Regions from separate parts of the Gossypium hirsutum genome. Here region 1 is linked to region 2. Evidence: chromatin contacts called from public Hi-C data. All regions are on one chromosome and are shown on one strand. The core of a region is the stretch at or near the end of the contact, and the rest is flanking DNA. Distances in the headings are between cores, read along the strand shown.

Region 1 (5,271 bases), core at 1,590-4,089, 150 kb after region 2:
TGGAAAAGCTTTTCATTTGCTAGCACCATAAGGTCCAAAGACATTCGTTATCATTATATTGCATTATATGAGTAGTCAAGGACTTATTCTCCTCATAAATATTTTATGTGGAACTTAAGAGTTGTAGGGAGGTCGATTCCTATTATATCAGGTGCTAATGGATTATTTGAGTAAGAGGCCCAATCTAAAGCTCCCATTTCATCTTACAATGCTTGTTGTTAGGGATGAATTTGTCTTGGGTGATATTTCATTTATGGTTTACGCCCCTAAACTTAGGCATTAATGGAAAGTAGCTTCATCCTATTGGTTTTGGAAATGAGGTGGAGGACATTGGCCCCCTTTTAATTTCATTATTGTCTTATTATATTGACGATGCTAGTCTAGATAATACTAGTATTGTTGTTCATGCCTTAGATTTAGCTAGAGTATTTGATCCTTAAGAGTCCTCATTTACGCTTGTAATTCTAGAAACTGTTGAGAGGAAGAATGGAGATTGGAGTGGAGATTTTAGGTGGCTTGTTCTTCATATGTAAATACTAGGAAAATATTTGGTGGAGGGCTGAAGCCAATGGTGGTGCTAATGGAACTAGTCCTTATAAACATAGCATAAGGGTTGTAAGGGTGCGTTACTTGTTGGTTGCTAGTCTGACCGACATATTAAGTAGAAGGTTATTGGGTTTTAGGTACATTCTCATCGGGAAAAGCCATGGCAGTCCATGCTCTTTGCACCAATTGTTGTTGACAAGTTAGAATGGGGTAAGAAGGTGATAGTTCACACGATGGAAAATGTGTCAAGAGTCGTGGGTAAAGTTGTCATGTTCTTATAGCGGAGGTGTAATGGAAAGAGATAAGGCTTTCCCAAGGTTAAGGGTAAGTATTTATACGTCAAGGTAACCCTCTCTTAGCCTTGGGTCTTGACACATGTACAACTCGAGTCTCATCTTAGCCAACCACTTGAGGAGCATAGTAGGCCTCTAGATAGACAACGATAGTGTGGCAATGGGTAAGTGAGGTCTCATGTGTGAGTCATACAAGGAAGGACCTAACACCTGTTTTTGGTGAAATAGATCATATAAGTTCCAAGTGTTATGTGTATGTATTCACGAAACTCGACCTTGATGAAGTGATGCCGCTAACAAAGTAACGTCTAGCGAAATCGTGCCACGGTAAGACAATGGTGGTGAGTTCTAAATTGGAAAGGTATTTATAACATTATCAATTATACTTTTAAATATTCGAGTGTTGATATTAAAATTGCTAAATTGTTATACTAGTTTTGCAAACTATTGCAAAGAAATAAATATCATTTTTTTGTATTAAATACTTTTCAACTGAATTTTATATTTATCAGTTCTAACTTATTGAGTTTCAAATTACTTTTTCTGTTTTCATTTTCCTTAAAATTGAACCTATCGAAGACTCTAAGTAGTATGAAAATGAAATGGGAAAGCGACAATTTTTGTTTGTTTTTTTCTTATAAGAAGAGAGGGTCAATGTTATTTAAGAATTAAATTCCAAAATAAATTTCAATTAAAAACTTAAATATCAACACAAGTTTTTTTTTTCTTTTTTTTAGTAACACAAGCTTTTTACTATAACACCAATGATTTATTTACATTGAACTGTATGATAATACTAAAATAAGTTTAATTTAAAATTGTATATATTATAAGTTAAAAGTTTTATTATATATTGATTGGGTCTTAATTCGATTGATATGGATATTATTGTCAATGCAGAAGGATGTAGGTTGCATTATTCTCTTATTTATGGGTTGAGGAGGGGTTATGGATAATTCTAACCATTTGTATATATATATATATATAAAACAAATACGATCAAAACATATAATAAGATTGTTCAAAAAAACTCTTTTATCATATAAACTTTAGTCTAATATTTAATCAATTGTTCTGGATTATTTAACTATTAGAAGTTTTAAGATTTGTTTTATTTTTTCATCCAAACTAATTGTTTTATTTTAGTACGTATTGTTAATCTCATAAATTTTTTAAAAGAAAAAACACCAGATGAAAGATTACACAACTGGCTTTTATTAGAATCCTTATAATTCAAAACTAAAATATTTCAACTTAAAATACATTAAGGATTGGGTCTTAATTAAGTTGGATTTGCAATTAGTTTTAATTTTAACATTTATTATCAATTATGTTTTAATAAAAAGAAATTCAACTTGGTTTTCCTTGTGCTTGAAATTTTTGTAAACTTGTTAATTTATATGATCATACAAAGACTTTTGGAAGCTCTAGTGCCTCAAAAAGTGTAGACAATCCATGTCAAGATCATGCCATGTATCTTTCGGTTAGTATCCCATTATGTTCCTTTGCATTGTATACAACATCTGTATTTAAATATGAAAAATCTATCATCACTCAATAGTATCTTATATACATATTTAATAACTTTCATAAATAATTCAAAAATATCAATTTGCCACTTCAAAGGCCCAATCTCATTTACATTGTCTAACTTTGTAACACAAAATCATTTATTAAAATAATATATTCTTAGAATTTCTATACTTTCAACTTTTTTGATGATTTTTTTAAATTTTAATGTTTAATAAATTTCATAAAGTTATCTATGTTGAAGTTTGATCCTTCTGTTGTCAGTTAATTATGTCAAGGAAGCAATAGGATTGATTAGATATTATTGAAAGGATATGACCCAAAAGACTGATAAGTTGGCAATGGACAAAATACCCATTGTGGTTGGCCCATTAGTCAAAACTTGATAAGTTTGATAAAGGAAGAGATATGGACCCTAGATTTTCCTGTGTTTTCTTCTTCTTGTTTCATTCATAAGATTCCCAGGCATTTGTGGTATCCTACATGTTTTTGTATTTTCACTTTTTCCCCCCAAAATTCACAACTTATCAGTTATGACTAGTCGTCTATCACAACTTGTTTGTATATTAAAAGAGGAGTGTCAACACTACTAATTAATTCTTATATCTATATGATGTAAAAGGGGAATTTAAGGGGGCTGACAGGGATCTCGACCTCTAAAATGAACTTTTTTTAATTTTATAATTTAAAATTTTTAGTAAAAGTAAAATTGTTCTTTAATTCCTCTTAAAAATGATAAAATTTTGATTTAATCTTTTAAAAATTATATTTTTACTATCGTAAAAATTATAATTTAGTTTCGACTTCCTAAAATAATTTTCTGGCTTTGTCCCAATGACATAACCATTAATAATCCATTGAATAAAAACTAGTGATTTGTTTGATTTGATGAATATTTAAGAATTTAAGCAAGGTCATTCTTTTTGTTCTCAATTTTATTTATACTTAATCATATTTAAACTTTTAACTTCTTAATTTTATTCCCAAAATAATACCAAATGCTTGTTTTCATTAATTATTACTTACGTTTAACATTTATTTTACAACATTAAAAAATCATCCAACAAATTCATCCAACAAATTAATCAGAAAAAATTGTTTGAATGATTTGACTTTTGATCCCATTTTTTTATCGTGCATAATGTTTTTTTTTCTTAGGAATTCTTATATTTTTCTTCAAAGCAAATAAAATATACATGGGTTAATGAAACTGATCAGTTTTATTTTACGTGGATTCTATTTAGATTTAATTTGTTTGTGTATTACAATAATTTGATTCTAGTTATATTTCTTTTTACTTATATTATGTGTAATTCTAGTAGTAACTTCTTTGAAAATTTTTGAATTATTTTTGTCATTATATTTAGAATTGATAAATATATCATCCATGTCTCTCATATAACCATCAAATGATAAATTAAAAAAAAATTTAACCTTTTTAAGTTTTTTACTCTTTTTTAGGGTAAATTTATAAGTTGAACACTTTATCTTTAGGGCATTTTTATTTTTATTTTGATTATGCCAAAAAAGGTCATTACAATTTTCGTTACTAGTATTATAGAAATTTATTATTTTATTCATTTAAGCCCACGTATTTCATTTTAGAAAAAAAAATCCTTAAAATTTCTTCACCCGTTAAAAATACTTTTTGCTTTGCATGAATTGACAGTTTTTAATTCAAAATTTCCATTTCCATTAATAATTCTAATTTATATTACATTAGTGGAGATTTTTTATTTTAATTTGTACACTCAAATCAGTTAATAAAATGCAATCATTTCCATATAACCTAACTCAAATTTTACATAGATAGCAAATCAACAAACAAAGCACTAACCCACGTCATGTAATATGAGAAAAGAAACTCTAGGCAATGAAAGACACCCAAGCTAAACCAAAATTTTTTATATTTTTATAATAATTGGTACATTAATTATTGGTAACTAAATAAAGAAAGAAGAGAAGTGATAAATGGATTTTTTTTCTTGATTCGTACTTAAACTATTTTTGAGTAGGGGCAAAATTAGGGACTGGAGGGGTCAGCTCCCAAAATGGAAAAAAAATTATTTAAATCTTTTAAAATTTTTAAAATTTAAAATTAATTAAGGTAAGATTGCACTTTGAACTCTTAAAAATATAAAAATTTGATTTAATCCTTTAAAATTTATAAAAATATAAGCTATTAAAATGGTGAAATTATATTTTTACTATCGTAAAAATTATAATTTAATTTCGCATTTTGCCCCTGTTCTTGAGAAAGGTGAACATTCAAGCAGGTCATAACTTAAAATTCATTAATAAATGGATATTAATTTAAATTATATCATTTAAAATTATGGGTATGGAATTATGGATATATCTATTTCTTTTAAAAGTTTTATTTATAAGGTTGTTATAGGAATATATTCCCAAAATATAGCTCAAATACATGCAGCAAGAAAATGTAGAACAGGAGAATTAAGAAAAAGAAAGGTAGGAGCAACATAAAATTTCAAGCATAGCTTTATTGTGGTAAGTTTTACGAAAGAAAAAAAGGCAAAAGAAGAAATGAAGCCCAAAATGAGTCCATCAGAACTTAAACCTCAAACTACCATGGAATGGGCCTATAAATGGCTTACTTTGAACTCCCACTATTGGTTTTTTCCCTTAAAAAAATTAAGAAATTGAATGAAAGTTGGGTTATAATTAGAGATTACAAATTAAACATGTGTTAGACGAACCTAATTATGATTAACCTAATCAAAACTGTTCCATCGGAAACGATAATTTTAATTGGACACAGTCATTAAATTTAAGAACCACAAAAGCACTCGTTTGACAACTTATTTATATTTACTAGATTTAATGTTGATTCTACTTGGATTATTTGAACTTGCTTTATAAATTTGAAATTGGTGGACTG
Region 2 (4,996 bases), core at 1,192-3,691:
GACATCGATTTATAAATTAAAATTTGCATTCCATTTGAAAATTTGAACTTAACATTTAGTAAATTCGGACAAAGTTTGGTATTTATAGTCTTATTTGTGACAATTAATTTGGTATCTACATATGCATATGATTTAGTGACAAAATTTTCATCAATTAGTTTTTTATATTGACGTCATTCACATTAATATATAATCATATTATGTGAAGATATAGTATGTCATTCTCGGTGTGGTGATATCTCTTTCATCACTTACATTGTGAATATTATACCATTATTGATAACAATTCGACTAATAAATGGCAATGTATATCATTTGGTGACAAAATTATCATCATTAATATTATTATTTTATTCTATTAGGTTACAATATATTATATCATTGACACTCTTATGATATTACTAACGTCACCAGTATATTGACTGGTATTTCATAATTGGTGATGATATAAATTATTAATAGCAAAATTTTATAAGATTATGTGATACAATTAACTGTCACCAAATATTAGTCATATGATGACATTATATATTACATTGTCATCAATATATGATGACATTATATATTATCGTTACAATATATTAGTATTTGGTTGCATTTATGTCAATAAATGCAATTTTTGTTACACATTAACATGACAAACATCGTGGCGATGGAATTTGCGCCACCAAATACTAATAGTGACATAAATGCAATTTTTATTGACAATATTTTAGACACCACTAATAGATAAATTTATTGTAGTGCCATACAACCAAATTGCACAAAAACACATCTATCCCAAACAACCAAAAAACACCGAAGTGCTAAGCCCAAAGACTACAAAACTCCAATACGTAACTCCAAGTACATATACATCTCTATTGGAATACCAATCATGTCCTACCTATTATACTAAGCTTACTGAGGCACTTAACGTCACAATTGACATATTTTAAGAATAGAACAATAGCACATTTATTAATTAAATAGAAGCATATTCAGAAGTTTACTAAACAACTCAATGTTGAATACACATGTATGCACTTTGAGTGCTTAACGCATGCACATATTTTTGGTGCCAAGGGCACCCAATTAACAGTTATACATAGAAGTGTTCATGGGCCGGGTCGGGTTCGGGCTGGGCCCAGAAAAAAATTAGCCCGTGTCCTAGGCCCGGGTCCGGCCCAGCCCGAAATATGGGCCTAAAATTATGTCCAGGTCTGGCCCGAAAAAAAATTCCTAAGCCTGAGTCCAACCCGGCCCATTTTTTAATAAACACCAAAAATTTATTTTAAAAATAAAAAATAAAAAAGTATTTTAAAAATATTTTAAAATTAAAAAATAAAAAATATATATTTATTATATTCGGGCCGGGAGGCCGAGCCAAAAAAGTGGTGCCCGAGGCCAGGCCCATTTTCTAAACAGGCCTCATTTTTTTGCCCAAACCCATATTTGGAGCCTATATTTTTACCCAAACCCTCCTATATTTCGAGCGGGCCGTCAGGTCGGGCCGGGCCGCCCGGCCCATGAACACCTCTAGTTATACCCATAGACACAATAATTTTTACAAATTTTCTCATTTACATATTCAATACTTTTTAAGTGATCAAGTCACGGAATGGGTCATTATATCAAACAACTTTATAACTTTACTTTCATTTAGATTTACGTTCATTAATTTACCAATGTATCATATCATAGTATTTTAATACCATTTCACTTAAATATTGCATTCCATAATTTTGCTCAAATATCCAAATATATTTATTAATTTTTTCATGACCATCCAAAATTTTCATGACACAATATTAATTAACATGACATTTCATAACTAAGTATTTTTACTACAACATAAGAATTACATGTTCTCACATATACTCTGAACCTTATACCTACTTACGTAATAATGAATTTCATAATTATTACATTATTTTTATCATTCTCCTAAACATTTTAACATAGGAAAAATAAAAGAAACCAATGGTACTTCTTTGGATGCTCTAAAAACACATAATTAATCTTCCTAACCTTGATTCCGTGCTCATCTAATATTGGAAGCTCCTCCATTCTCAACATGTTCTCATTAACCATACATTAAAAATATACCAAAATATTTATATAATACCTTTCTAAACTTTCTCATAGCATTTAAACTCAAATGTCATGAGAAAAGAGGTGGAAATTTTCATTGCTTACAATTTTGAAGTTTTCTCTCACTAAAACCCATGATAACCCAACTTGAATAATGAAGTTAATGGAGGAAATGAGATTGGAATCAAGTTTCCTATTTGATTTTATCAAGAAATTAAAGTTTGGATGCTTGGAAATGGTTTGATTTGAGAGAAAAGCATGAGAGATGAGGAAGAAACGAAAAGAGGGGGGTTATCTTCATCCCCGAAGTGAACGGCTGGTTGGGGGAAGAGTGGAGATAATTTTACACTCTTCTTCCCCCTTAAAAATATTCAAATGGGCTAAAAAGCCCAGACCAAAAATTTTAAACCCATAGTTTAGCAAATTTGTGGCCCACTCTTCCTACACATGATCCAAATAGCCCAAATCAACTCCAATTATCAAATGTCTCATTAAAATAATATGTCTAAGATTTAATTATCGAGAAATGAATAAAATATCTTCTCATGACAAAATTATCATTGTGCCCTTATTTATTTGAAAGCTCAATTTCTTCGCATTAATAGAAAATCATCATTTCCAAATCTCATAATTCACTTGCAGTATTGAATATAAATCTATAAATAATGAGAATTATACTTTTAATCATTCTTTAGCAAAAATGAAAATTTTACAATTTAATTCTTGTACTTTTGAATTTCTTTCCATTTAGTCCAAAAGTGATTTTTATCACATTAACATATAATTCGATACGTTTCCATGTCACATGATAAATAATGGTTCACTTTTCCATTCTAGTCAAATTTGCACTTTAATCCCTAAACTTTCAAAAATTTTAATTTGGTTTATTTTCCATATTTTCATTCCAGAGATTTTTTCCATTAATTTTCATATCTAAAATCAATTTATTCTCTTAATAATCATTTTTTTTATTTGTTCTCCAAATTTCTTATAAATTCACTTATTGGCATTGGCGTAGCACCACGTGTCAAGTAAAAAATTTCAAAGTGTTACATGCTACTTTTTTAGGGGAAAGTTACACGGACAACTTTAATTCTCGAATTAGATTGTTACTAGAGGAACTCTCAAGAAATAAAGAAAACCCTCAAGTTTTGATACTAGACACCATTCTGAATAGTAGACCTGTGAATGAATAACAACATAGGGGTCATCATCGTAGTGAGAGAATTTAAAAAAAATATATTTATTCATGTATGATAGTAATGTTTACAAACATAGAACCAATCAAACATGAAGATGATGATCCACTCACATACAAAAATGAGATACCGAGTGTTAATTCCAAGTTTGGGTAAACAACTTTGGTAAACAAGTATTTGACAACATACATCAAACCTTTTCCATGATTGTTCTATTTATTTGTTCTGCAACGCCATTTTGTTATGGAGTATGGTGAACTGTCAATTATCTCACAATCCCTTCTAATTTGCACAATTCATTAAATTCATCAGACTAGAATTCCAAACCATTATCTGTGCAGAGGTGTTTTATTTGTTTTCCTATCTGCTTCTCGATAATAGTTTTCCAAGCCTTAAACATGGAAAACACATCACATTTCTGCTTTAAAAAGAATGCCCAAACTTTTCTGGAAAAATTATCAATGATCGTAACATATAATTAGCGCCACCCCTCGAAGGCACTATAGATGGTCCCCAAATATCAGAATGAATATAATCCAGTGCTTCCTTCGTGTTATGGATTCCTCTTGTGAATTGACCTCTCTTTTGCTTCCCAAAAATGCAGTGCTCACAAAACTTCAGTTTGATAATGCCTTGTTCATCATGAAGCCCTCTTTTGTTTAAGTTTTTCATGTCGTTCTTACTTATATGCCTTAGACACATATGCCAAAGTCTAGTAACACCATCATCTGACAAGAAAGAGGAAACGATAGCTGCATCACCAGTAACAGTTGAACCCTGCAAAATATATAACTTGACCGTTTTTCTCTACTCTTTCATCACAACGAAGGAACCCTTAATAATATTTAGAAACCCACTTTCAGTTGTGTACTTGTACCCTTTATCAAGAGTACTCAACAAAATCAAATTTCTCTTCAATTATGGTACATATCGTACGCCATTAAGTGTTCTGACGATTTCATCGAACATCTTAATTTTTATCGTGCCAATACCTACGATTCTACATGAAGCATTATTTCCCATCAAAACAACACCTTCAGACACTATTTCATATGTTGTAAACCAATTCTGGTTGGAACTTATATGGAAGGTGCAACTAGAATCGAGGATCCATTCCTCGCTCACTTTAGAGTTATCGGTAGAAGCAACTAGGAGTTCACCATCACTATAGTCTTCTGCAACATCAACTTTATCGGATTGTTCTAGTTGCTTTCCCTTTTAATTCGCCGCCCCCCTTTTGATCTTGTTCTGCAACTTATAACACTTAGACTTAATGTGCCCTTTCTTTTTGCAGAAATTAAAGGTTTTACCTTTGTTTGAAGATCTTGGTCTACCTTTAGATTTACTGCGAGGATTTCATTCCTATGTCCTCCCACAATTATCGCCAGTATTTCGTTCTTATCTCCCACGAACAATGAGACCCTCTCCCTGAGAGTCGAATCCAACCACAATATGCTTCATATTGTCATGTGAGGTTAAAAAAGTATAGACTTCATCAACTGTGAGAGATTCCCGACTATACAAAATTGTATCTCTAAAAGTTGAATAAGGTGAGGGTAACAAACAAAGTAGAATTAACCCTAAATCTTCTTTATCATACTGAACCTTCATGGCCTCTAAGTCCGAGTTAATTTCTTTAAACACAGTTAAGTGTTCGAGCATAGACAGACCTTCCTCCAAACGATGAGAATAAAGATGTTGCTTCAGATGCAACTTCCTACTTA

The links. A called contact is a pair of places that touch in the nucleus more often than the background predicts.
Region 1: a Hi-C map of leaf shows a contact between it and region 2, with 3 times the contacts expected there. The contact joins two enhancer-like sites. A contact is called at or near these places in 17 of 34 Hi-C or Micro-C datasets (anther, callus, fibers and 4 more).

Annotation. Positions count from the first base shown.
Region 1 is chrD04:32,879,047-32,884,317 of Gossypium_hirsutum_v2.1, forward strand. No RefSeq gene overlaps it. Among protein-coding and RNA genes, the nearest start is that of LOC121216606, 10 kb to the right of the region's middle. Within about 2 kb of position 2,840, at least 3 of the 9 cell types and tissues checked have an H3K27ac peak or open chromatin away from gene starts, as enhancers often do. A contact at or near this core is called in leaf, where this site is marked.
Region 2 is chrD04:32,727,705-32,732,700 of Gossypium_hirsutum_v2.1, forward strand. No RefSeq gene overlaps it. Among protein-coding and RNA genes, the nearest start is that of LOC121216441, 32 kb to the right of the region's middle. Within about 2 kb of position 2,442, at least 6 of the 9 cell types and tissues checked have an H3K27ac peak or open chromatin away from gene starts, as enhancers often do. A contact at or near this core is called in leaf, where this site is marked.